2 separate regions of the Zea mays genome follow, and region 2 is linked to region 1. The links are chromatin contacts, called in public Hi-C maps. All regions are on one chromosome and are shown on one strand. Each heading gives the region's core, a stretch centred on a gene start, on an enhancer-like site or on the middle of the called end of the contact. The rest is flanking DNA. Distances are from core to core; before and after follow the strand shown. Region 1 holds the start of LOC100283565 (nuclear transcription factor Y subunit A-10). Region 2 holds the start of LOC100277195.

Region 1 (5,302 bases), core at 1,180-3,679:
CACACGAATTTATGATGAAAAAAATATGCAATGAAAGGAAATGAATTACATGCATAGAAAAAAATCACATTTAATGTTTTATTTCCTTCATAAATATAGGATCCCTCCAACAGCCATGCAGCGAAACGCATTAGAACTAGTTTATGATATATACTGAAACAAATTATACTACACGGTGTAGGTATTTATGCAATTTCTTACACTGCGTAAAAAATCTGTCATGTTGTTCACTGGTGGACGCATCTCCTGGTGGAGCGTAAAAACTTTAAGTTTTGAGCATAAATCCCTCCATTATAAGCGTAAATACCGAGTCAAATGAGAGGTTGATAGCTCTAGTAGGTTGTTATTACGATCCTATTTTTATGGCAGATCCTAAAAACATGTCAGCCGCATGCATGCGGTTTCTATTTTTATACAGACCCAAAAATTATGGCAAAATCGTGGGAGTTTTCATTGCATGCGCGTAAATTACGAACAACATAAATCAAGGAATTGCCTTTCCAATGTGCATGCAGTAAACTGATATACGAACTCCGTGTTCAAGCATAAAATCGTACAGTTTTTAGCGTAAATAATACATGTGGTAGACATAAAACACAATAATCGAAAAGAAAACTGCATCGGATCGGAGGATGTCACGCGCGATCATCGCTGCGCGCATCTCGCGCCTTCCGTGACGTCGCTCGCTCGAACATCGCGTCTCATACGTCGTCGTCGCTACTCGCACGTCGACGGGCGTCGCTTGCTCGCCGGCCTTGGAAGTGCCGCCTCCTCGGGGCTTCAGGGACGCCGCCGCTTGCCCGCACAAGGGCCCCGCTGTCGCTCGCCCTTTGGATTGGGGAGCCGCCGCCACCGACCTGGGAACTACCGCCACTACTCCGGATCGAGGAACCTCCGCCACCGCGCGTCGGGGTAATGAATTTGCGGCCACCGGCCTGGGAACCGCCGCCACCGCACAAGGGCACTGTCGTCGCTCGCCCTCTGGATCGGGAGCCGCCGGCGGCGGCCTGGGAACCGCCGCCACCGCATGTCGAGGTCGGGGAGCCGCGACCACCGCAGTCACTGGCCGGGGGTCCACCGCCGTCGCTAATGAATCGAGATGGGGCGTGAAAAACTGATCCCTACCACTACGGATTTTCTTTTATAGACGTCTGGACCTGGTCCGGCTCGGCCAGATTGCACTGTCTGGTCTGGGCTTTCTCTGGTTATTGGAAGCCCAGAGCTCCTAATATATATATATATATATATATATATATATATATATATATATATATATATATATATATATATATATATATATGCCATACAAATTTTTGTTTATCCAATAGGTCATGTATATGTAAATTTATGTGTTGGAGGAGAGAGGGTGGTCAAATTTATACTTACTCCATCCCAAAATAGTATTTGTTTTAGTGTGTTAATAGATTCATACAATATTTAATATATGTATCTAGCTTTATAGTCATCAATTTGAATAAAAAAAATAAGGGCCTAACGACTAGTATATTGAGACGGAGGGAGTATAATCGAGCTTCTCATATGCATTTGGCCTCTTAGGCATACATGGTCTATTAAATAGCTATACATTACTGCGCTACAGTATCGTGCGAAAGACATTCTTTTGGCTGCCCGGTTAGAGATAGCCTACCAATGCTTCATCGTATAGCAACCGATGATATCAATTTACGGCGCACACGCACCAGCCAATCGGTTCGTAGCGTCATGTAAACCTGTTGCCGCATTGTATGTAGAAAGGAAGAAAAAAAAACCAGTAATAAAGCACACAAGGCACAGAGTGTGCGAGGTAAATAAAAACGCGAGCTACATGAACCATGGTTCCAGCGGGGAGAGGACCAGGACCACGAGCAGGAGAGCGGCAACGGCCAACCTCGCCCCCGTCGAACTGCTGCTGGTGCTAGTAGTACAGGGGGGGACGGTGACCGTTGCCGCGTGTAGTCCTCCTCTCCCCTGCCCTTTCTTCCCGCGAGCGAAGAAGCAACAGTTGGCAGGTCGTAGGGCCGTAGGCGTCCCGCGCGACCTACCAACCGATTTGTTGGCAAGCGAGCTGCGTCCGGCCGGCTCGCCGTGCCGTCTTCCTGGGAATCTAAAAATCTTACCCTGTACAGTACAGTGGCGACGACAGCGGGCATGGTACCCCACTTGCTGCCCTAAACAAGCAAGGAGCCGCCATGGCGACTTCAGAAATAGAAAGAGGGCGCGCGCAGAGTATCTTATCTTGCATTGCACCCAAGCAGTGCTAGTGGCGACCTCCATCTTTTTACTCTTTTTTTTTCTTAAACTGGGATGCAATGGTAGGGGTAGGGGAGAGAGAGAGAGAGATCAGACGGGAGACGAGAGACTTTTCAAAGCTTAGCTTGCGCCTTGTAGTCTGTACTCTGTAGCTGTGCGTGCCCACACTACCATTTGCTCCCTCTCCTCGCTACCTATGTCCTCGTTCGCTGCCTGGCCGCGCCAGCGCCACCCCTCCTCCTCTAGCAGTCCTCTCTCTCCGCTCGTGTGCTGGTCCATCGCCTGCCTCCTCGGTTTGTCCTGAATCCTTGGACCGACGCACGCACACAAGCTCAGCTCAGCTCAGGTACCGCCGCTACCTTTCCCCGGCCCCCGCTTCAAATCTTTTCGCCCTTTCCCTGCACCGTCTGGGGCTCGATCAGCGTCAGTTACCACGACGACCGATCTTGCTCGCCAGCGAGAGCGACCCCTCCCCTCCCTACTTCCCATGCTGATCTCGGCGCGCTTCTCTTCCTCCTCCCCCAGAGCCGGGCACTGATTTCCCTTGGTACTTGCTCTTCCTACCCAATCATTTTTGCTTCCCTTTCTTCTTCTTCCTTGGTTCTGTTTTCTTGGGTCGCCACTCTCCTCTCTTTGCTTGGTTTCACGCTGCATGTTCTGTAGCAAGCATACCCGGCGCCTGTTTTTCTTTCCCCCATCCGGTTCATGTTCTTCAGCCCTTGTTTCCTTGCGCCCTTTGAGATTCCGCTCTTGCGGATTCTCCAACCTGTGTCTATATATGTCCCCTGCATGATTTCCTTGTCTGTTCCCACCACCTCGCCTAGCAAAGTAGCGATCATTTTAATAATAGCATTTCCACATCAAGCTCTCTAACCCGCCCGTCTCTTAACGAATCATTCGCCCGCAGGCTGCTGCTGCTGGATTCTTTGGTGTTCCATCAGGCCAAGGATCCCGCAAAGAGCTCCGGAGCCAAGCCTGCTGCAGCCGTCGCGTCGGGTGAGGCAGGCTTCAGCTTCAGTCTCCTACTCGACGAGGCAAGCGGATCGGAGCGGGCCTCCGCTCCGCCATGATGAGCTTCAAGGGCCACGAGGGGTTTGGCCAGGTGGCCGCCGCCGGTGCCGGGAGCCAGGCTGCCTCCCATGGTGGAGCAGGCCCGCTGCCATGGTGGGCGGGGCCCCAGCTGCTGTTCGGCGAGCCGGCGCCCCCGTCACCGGAGGAGACGCGCCGGGACGCCCAGTTCCAGGTCGTGCCGGGGGTTCAGGGCACGCCGGATCCAGCGCCGCCCAAGACAGGGACACCTGAGGTCCTCAAATTCTCTGTCTTTCAAGGTGACTCCTTGTTTATTTTTCTTCTTCTTCTTCTTCTGCTGCTGCTGCTGTTTGTCAAGTTATGGATTACTAGAAATGGTTGAATGCGAGTATTTAGCACGCTCATGTTGGATCTGTGCATGCTACCACTATGCCAACGAATATTCGCCTGATTGCAAGAGTTGCGGTGGTCTGGACTCGGAGAATAAGCTCCAGGAATCAATGCAGCCCTGCTGCTGTAGAAGTAGAACTTGATGGGTATTTTTCTTTCTATTCTGTTTCTCCCCCCTCCAAGAACTGCAGGCACTGTTTTTTTTTTAGGTCACGACGGCAGAATAGCATGCTATCTTCTCTCTGTTGCGTATGCATAACAAACATCTAGATGAATTTTAATCTAAAGCTTGTGTCGACGCAAGAAGCTGGCACGGAGTAGATGTACCTGTTTGCATAAACAAAGACAATGCTAGCTATATACATGGGGATGTCGCCTGTCATGCCAGAGGGTGCAATTAGTTGGATATGTCCGTCGTTCTGGGCCCATGCTCCGTAGTACCATTCTCCTCCCCAGTGCTGCCTCTCCTCTACTTTTGATGCCACCGCTGCCGGCTGTTCTATTATTGGCGCCTCCATTACGATCGCCTGCTGCTGTCACTCTCACTGCCGCAACACACTTTTCTTCTGATGAGCGAGAAGAAACCACACACTATTCTAAATACAAAGAAAATGCACATAAATATGAAGACTGCTGATGGCTACAGGCTTAACTGTGGGCAGTCTTGGAGATGGTTATCTCTTTCTAATCCAACCACAGGAGTTCATTATATGAAGGCTCATGGTGAAATTCAGTAGCCCCTTCAGATTCCATAAGTAAATGCATGTCTTTCCAATCCAACCACATGAGTCCATTATATAATTTCTAGCTTGCCATCTACTAGCTTTTTAAAACTAAAACTAGAAACTAGGATGTGTCAGCATTTTATTAAAACATAATATTTTATCTTTTTTTGTCTAATAGTCTATCATAGGGCCCAGTTCTAAATCAGTTGTGGTTTCTTGATCTGCGTCATTTGGAATATATGTGATGTTCTAGTGATTGGGAAAACCGGAAAAGTACACTGCATGAATGCCAAGTTTTAAGGTTAGGGTGACTGGCCACCGGACTTGAAAAGTAGGAGTCAAAAGAAATGGTACTTCTTCAGCTTTTCAGAGTTCGGAGGTACTCTTCGACGTCTTAAAAAATGCAACTCATGCTATCTATGATGGGAGTTGATAATATTTCAGTTTTGCTGTGATTGAGAGGATTCCCAATCGCTCATGAAGAATCTCTACACTGCCTAGTTTTCTGAAAATGGAAGACCTCTAACGGTTTTTCTGATCTTGTGATGTCCAGGGAATTTGGAGTCGGGTGGTAAAGGAGAGAAAACCCCAAAGAACTCTACCACTATTGCTCTTCAGTCACCGTTCCCAGAATACAATGGCCGTTTCGAGATTGGTCTTGGTCAATCTATGGTAATATAAGCTTATCCTTTTATACCTTCTATTCTGAAATTATTACAGTTTCAAAATCATTTCTTTGAATCCCTTCGGTGTTGATCTGCCAACTGATTTCTTTGCAAAAGGAAATAAAAAAAAATACTTGACCAAGTTTCTTTCCAGCTGGCCCCTTCCAATTATCCTTGTGCTGACCAGTGCTATGGCATGCTTGCGGCTTATGGAATGAGATCGATGGTATGGTCTGTTTGTTT
Region 2 (5,794 bases), core at 3,067-5,566, 250 kb after region 1:
CCTAAGAGTCTTAACCAACAGGTCAGGGTTTCTATGAATTCCAACCCAACAACCATTGACAAAAATTTTAGCAGCTTGTGGAATGACAGCTGGTGATATCTCCTGAAAAAAATGAGTACACAGTAAAACAAAATATTGTAATAACTTATATCAAAACAAAACCACAAGGTTCGAGATGGTATAGTAACCAAATGAAAATGCATGTACACACTGACAAGGAAACAAAAACAAACCTCAAAATTTTCTGTGCCCCACTCCTCCAAAAACTCCAAAATTGGATTTGCAGCAGAACCAACCGTGATATATACCATCAAGGCAAGATTTTTCACCAAGCCACAAGCCTGAGCACAGGGCAGGTAGAATTATAGGGTGACTGAACAACCAATGTTCTATGGCTTGGAAAAATGAGTTAGGACACCAAATTGCTTACTTGTCCTTCTGGTGTTTCAGCAGGACACATCATTCCCCAATGTGAATTATGCAACTGGCGGGGTTTTGCCAATTTTCCTATTGGTTTGGTTAGAACAAAATTATAAAATGATAAGTATTCATGGAGAAGTATTAGATGAGACGAAGTCTGGGATATCAACCTTCACGCCCAATGGGAGAGTTCAGCCTCCGGAGATGTGAAAGGGTAGAAGCATAGGTCAGGCGATTAAGCACCTTTGTAAGAAAGATTATGGAACATAGATCAGCAAAATGAAGTCAGATGTAGTGCCTTAAAAATGAGAATAGAAGCGAAGAAAAAAAATAGGCACCTGAGAAACCCCTGCTCTGGTTCCAGCTTGGTTAGCCTGTCCCCAGTTTCCAGTAGCAAGTGAGTACTTCAAGCCACTGGTAACAGTTTTTGCTTTGATAGCAAATTGCAAATTAACTTCCTTTCCATTATCTACACACTAGGATCAAGGAAAGGGAAAAGTTAATAACCAGAACGATCAAATGGGCCAGAAAATTAGAACTTAACAGTTTAGACAGAAAAAAAACCTTTTGCACGTAAGATCTCACATCCCTTGTTAACTTCCTGAAAAGCTATAGTTGCAGAAGAAAACAAAATCAGGCTATTAATCCAGAAAAAAAGAATTAAGAGCATTTAATATTCTGGTATATTTAGGCAAACCATTCTAAACAGCCCTCCAAGCAGTGGACCAGCAAGATCTAGTCTTTTGTTTCCATAATGATCTCGGTCATCCTCAGCTCTTCGACTAAGAGCACACATCAGTAGGCGGTGAATAATATACCTGCAAAACAAATGAACCTCGCTACTTTCAACAGAAACTTAATATTTGAGGATGCCAGCCACAAGTCCACGAGGCTTGACAAGGAGCACATACCCAAAATAGTATGCCTTCTTAGTTTCACAGAATTCCCCAACACCAACATGAGGCAACATTTCCTTTTGAAGTATTTCTTTTGCATATCTGAAATAGAAAAAATGTAAGCATGAGTGAAACAACACAAACATAGTGATGTAATGTCAACTCTTTGCTTGACATACTTAATTCTCTTTTCTCGAGTGACACCAACTGTTGCGCCACGTTTTCCAATGTAGTCTAGAGCAACCTATGAGCATTCAAACTAAAGCTTTTAAAAGAAGAAACATAAGCCTGAGCTCAGCTCAAAATGTGCCACAACAACTGAATAAAACAGCATGCTCAAAGCAAACATTGGTTGAAGTAAAAAAATGTGTTCCTCCAGTCGAGCAGCTGAATAAGTACCTGTTGATTTTGAATGACAAAAGCTTCCTCCAGGGATGGGCGTAGCAATTCCATCATTTGTGTATCAGAAAAGTCATAACATATATGCTCCAGTATATCCTTGTCAGCAACAAATCCTAATGCTCGAAATACAATGATAATGGGAATGTCCGCACGAATATAAGGTAGAGTAGCACGGATATATTGACCAGATGATCCCTGCAGTATAAGGAACATATCACAGATTTAACATTTTATAAAGTCAGTTTGCCTCACTGTGGTACTACACCCCCTGACTTGTACAAGTAAGAAGCAGGCATATGCATTGAAAACTATTTTTGAAAACTTATAAGTCACTAACCCCTTTTGCTCCTGCTCGTGAAAGCATCCGTACAAACATGCCACTGGCTGGTCTGTTCTGGTTCTCAGCCATGGAACGGACTTCAGCCACATATGCAAATTTATTAGGCTGCCTCTTCTTAAAAACATAGACATGGTTAGTGCTCATCTTCTCCTGGGCAATAAGAACCTTTTCGCTTCCATTGATAATGAAATAACCACCTTGGTCATAAGGACACTCCCCAAGTTCAGTGAGATCCTTCTCAGATTGTTGATACAGTGTGCAGTAACTAGAGCGCAACATGATTGGAACCTACAGAGTATTAGAGGGTTGAAGAAAAAACGATAAATTGAGAAAAAATTATTCATAAGTTAAGTACAGCACCTTCCCAATAAACACTTTTGGATACTCTGCAGTCTCTGTAACTTCCTCACAGTCATGTCCTTTCTTCATTACTCTGTATGACACATCAACATACAGTGGTGCAGAGTATGTCAAGTTCCTGAGCCTTGCTGATTTTGGAAATAAAGTAGCTGTCTCTCCATCGGCTTCAGTCATCATTGGCTTGCTGAGATAGATTTGACCAAAGCTGATCCTGTGCAGAGTCTAATGAAGAATATAATGGGAAATATAAGTCAAAGGACAAAAGAACAAAGGCAAAATGATAAATCATAAGATATTTCGAGTTCCGCTGAAACATCATAGCACCAAAAAAATAACTATTTATAAAATTTGTGTTGGTATGCTACAGGCTTTGGTATATGTTGTTTTCGTCTCCAAGGATATTTTTCACATATAGACTAGGATGGCATGATATATTACTAGGAATTGCAGATTGCCAAGGATTAGAATGACCCAAACATCAGATTGCATTGTGACCCCACATATATTAGTGAAGGCGACTGCTGAATTCAGACACTATCAAAAGATATCAGTGTAGAGCTTCAACATTTTAATACAAGTTTCAATTCATAATCTTGCACACTTACTAAGGAAAGGGAACATGTTTAGTTCTCTTCAGTTTCTAGAGAAGCACAAATATTTTATGTATTTACTGGTGCTTACTTCTGATGAACATTCGTAAATCCAATTCATGTCTTACATGACTTGTTCAAGAGAATTCAAAAAGATCTTGAGACTTATTTGTTTATCACAAGTGCTTAGCCATTAATGATTGATTTCACAGAAATTTTCAATGTTAATCTGAGAATTGTGTTTTTCCTTAGCAAGCACTTCTACTTGCATTATTCATTATTTGCAAATCACATCACACCACACAGCTCAAGAAAATAAAGTACAGGTGGTTCAAAACCCACGAAACATGAGACGTGCTATCTTCATCATAAGATCAACTCCATATATTACTAGTACCAACTGAAGATCACTACAAATGTCCTGATCAATACAAAACTCACTCTGGAATCTTTTATGCTATCCTTGTCAAACTCAAGAATTCCCTACCATATATCGCACAGAGGGAACTTCAGCAGAAGCTATTCTAGACACTAGTAGAACTGAACAATTCCACAATCCCCTGTCCACCTAAGTCGGTGCAAAATTCATCCTCAGCCATAAAATTGGGCACCTGTTTCCGCACTAGACCCAAAACCGTAGGTGGACATCTAATCAAGCAGGTGCACAGATGGCAAAGTGATGAGCCGGCAAATGCTACCGAGACACCATGTCATACCAAGCTCCCCCAGCACCCCAGGCTAATCGCCCAGTCTAGCAGCAGCAAATAGTGAACCATTCAGGCATCACTTGCAACAGTCGATCAGAGTGGGGCAACAACCTCGGCAAATTCGGCCTGGCGGCCAGGGTTGTGCTGCGACTCGGGGCGGATCTCGATGTCGGCGGACTCATCAACAATCTCCTGCATGGTGTTCTGGATGAACTCGTCGAAGGAATCGAGCTGCTGGCGCACGAGGCCCTTCTCCTCGAAGTAGGCGGATATGACGGCCCAGGCGTCGTCCTGAGTGATATCCTCCTGCTGCTCAGCGTCCCCGTCCGCATCCTCATCCATCTCTTCCCCGCCCCCGCCGCCGTACCCCACCTCGTCGTCCTCCTCCGCGCCGTACCCCGCGTGGCCGCCGCCGTGCTGGTGATGCCCGCCGTAGCCCATCTCCATCCCCTCCTCGTACTCGTCATCCTCCATGGACAGTGCGATGGAGTGGCGGGATGCTACGCTGGGGGTGGGGTGAGGTCGATGTCACGGCGAGCCGCCTCCCCCGACAGCGGTGAAGGTGTAGGGAGTAGGGGCGGGAGGCGGGGCGAAATGGCGAGGGGAAGCGGAACTGGGCACGATTGCCTGATTGGTTTGGGGTTTTCAGGACAGCCAGGAACGACGGATGGGCTAATGGGCTTTAGGGTAGCAACTGTGCAACTGATGCCCAGTTTGACTAAGCCAGCTCCGTGTTCGAATTTATCAGATCGTACAAGCGGTGAAGCCCGTGAAGGTGAAAGAACCCCAGTGGCAAAAGTGGTGAAGTTGTCATTGGGATGAAGTCGACTTCGACTTTGTGGATTGAAAAAATATTTATCGATCTAATTCATATGGCTACGTGAGATTTAGAGAATTATTATGAATGAATCGTATCGGAAGTCCTAATTTGTTTTTATATCCAACTTCGTACTATGTTTGGACAAAAACAACTAGAGCAGCGACATTTTCAGCGGTCAGCCCTATTTTCAACGGCAGATTTTTGTTTAAAGAGCGATTTAAAGCACCAGTTTCAACGGTTATTCTGCGTCATCTTTTTACAAAAAAATCCCTACATTTTTTTCAAATCAACTCAGCGTAAAATATTAAAAATGGTTTCCAAAATCAACTCATCGTAAAATATTAAAAATAGTGTAGGAGTTTGAAACGGAAGAAGGGTGGAAGACACTAGATAAAACTATCTAACCAATAGAATATAATGCTCAAGTGTTTATAATAATGGATATAAATTGTATGTATGTATATATGATTTTTTTTGTAAAATAAAAAAAATAATTGTGTCAGGCCGGCAAGCACTACGGGCCGAGGCTACGGCCTAAGCACAGCAGGACGCTCGTGTCGGGTTGGCTCAGTCACTATTAAATGGGTCATGCCTCGGACCGGCTCGCCAGACACGGCTCATTTGGCCATCTATACCTCTGCACGATAATGATGGTCCTCGCCTCAGTTGCCACCACCCCGTTCGCCATTCTATTTATTTTCTCTCCCCCTTATGCTTCCACCTCCGCGCCACTCTATTATCGGCAAATGGCGTAGGAGCAGGCGTCTCCTCCTCGTGTTCGTCCGACACCAGCCCCGACACCGACTCGCGCAGTGGCCATTGCACGTCCACGAGGACGTTTCACATCATGCGCGGACCATCGTTTTCGCCGTCGTCGGACGTCCCGTTCGTCTTCTCAGCATACGCCATGTTCTTCCTCCCCAACCTGCTGCCCCCACCCACGGTCGCAGCCGCGAGCCGACCGACGCTCGTTGATGCGGGTACGGGGCGAGTCGGTCATGCTCCTGGCCTTTCTCCGTGCGTGTCGTCGAGGAGGACATGGTGGCGCCTGCCACGCTTAGGTTATCTTAGCGATGAGGAGTCCAGGTTTGAGATAGTGGACAACTAAGGTCGTAGTGTGGCAGTAGTCAGCATATGCTATGGAGTTGGTGGCGGTGTTGTGTCGCTTCGGCGGGTCCAGGGCTGGAAAGACACTCGCATTCTCTCGCCCTTCTTGGACTGACGTCTGGTGCGGGTGCCTCTTGGTTTGGAGCTGATCC

Evidence for each region. A called contact is a pair of places that touch in the nucleus more often than the background predicts.
Region 2: a Hi-C map of leaf shows a contact between it and region 1, with 2.6 times the contacts expected there. The contact joins the promoter of LOC100277195 here to the promoter of LOC100283565 in region 1. A contact is called at or near these places in 5 of 25 Hi-C or Micro-C datasets (endosperm, leaf and tassel).

What each region holds. Positions count from the first base shown.
Region 1 is chr1:256,468,750-256,474,051 of Zm-B73-REFERENCE-NAM-5.0, forward strand. It overlaps LOC100283565 (nuclear transcription factor Y subunit A-10), which reads left to right and starts at 2,430. Exons shown (of 5, transcript NM_001402537.1): 1 at 2,430-2,596; 2 at 3,158-3,578; 3 at 4,948-5,066. The coding sequence starts at 3,317.
Region 2 is chr1:256,717,386-256,723,179 of Zm-B73-REFERENCE-NAM-5.0, forward strand. It overlaps LOC100277195, which reads right to left and starts at 4,317. Exons shown (of 25, transcript NM_001352402.1): 1 at 3,827-4,317; 2 at 2,419-2,640; 3 at 2,056-2,346; 4 at 1,716-1,913; 5 at 1,496-1,560; 6 at 1,332-1,418; 7 at 1,118-1,238; 8 at 985-1,029; 9 at 759-896; 10 at 591-663; 11 at 431-507; 12 at 234-341; 13 at 1-102. The coding sequence starts at 4,189.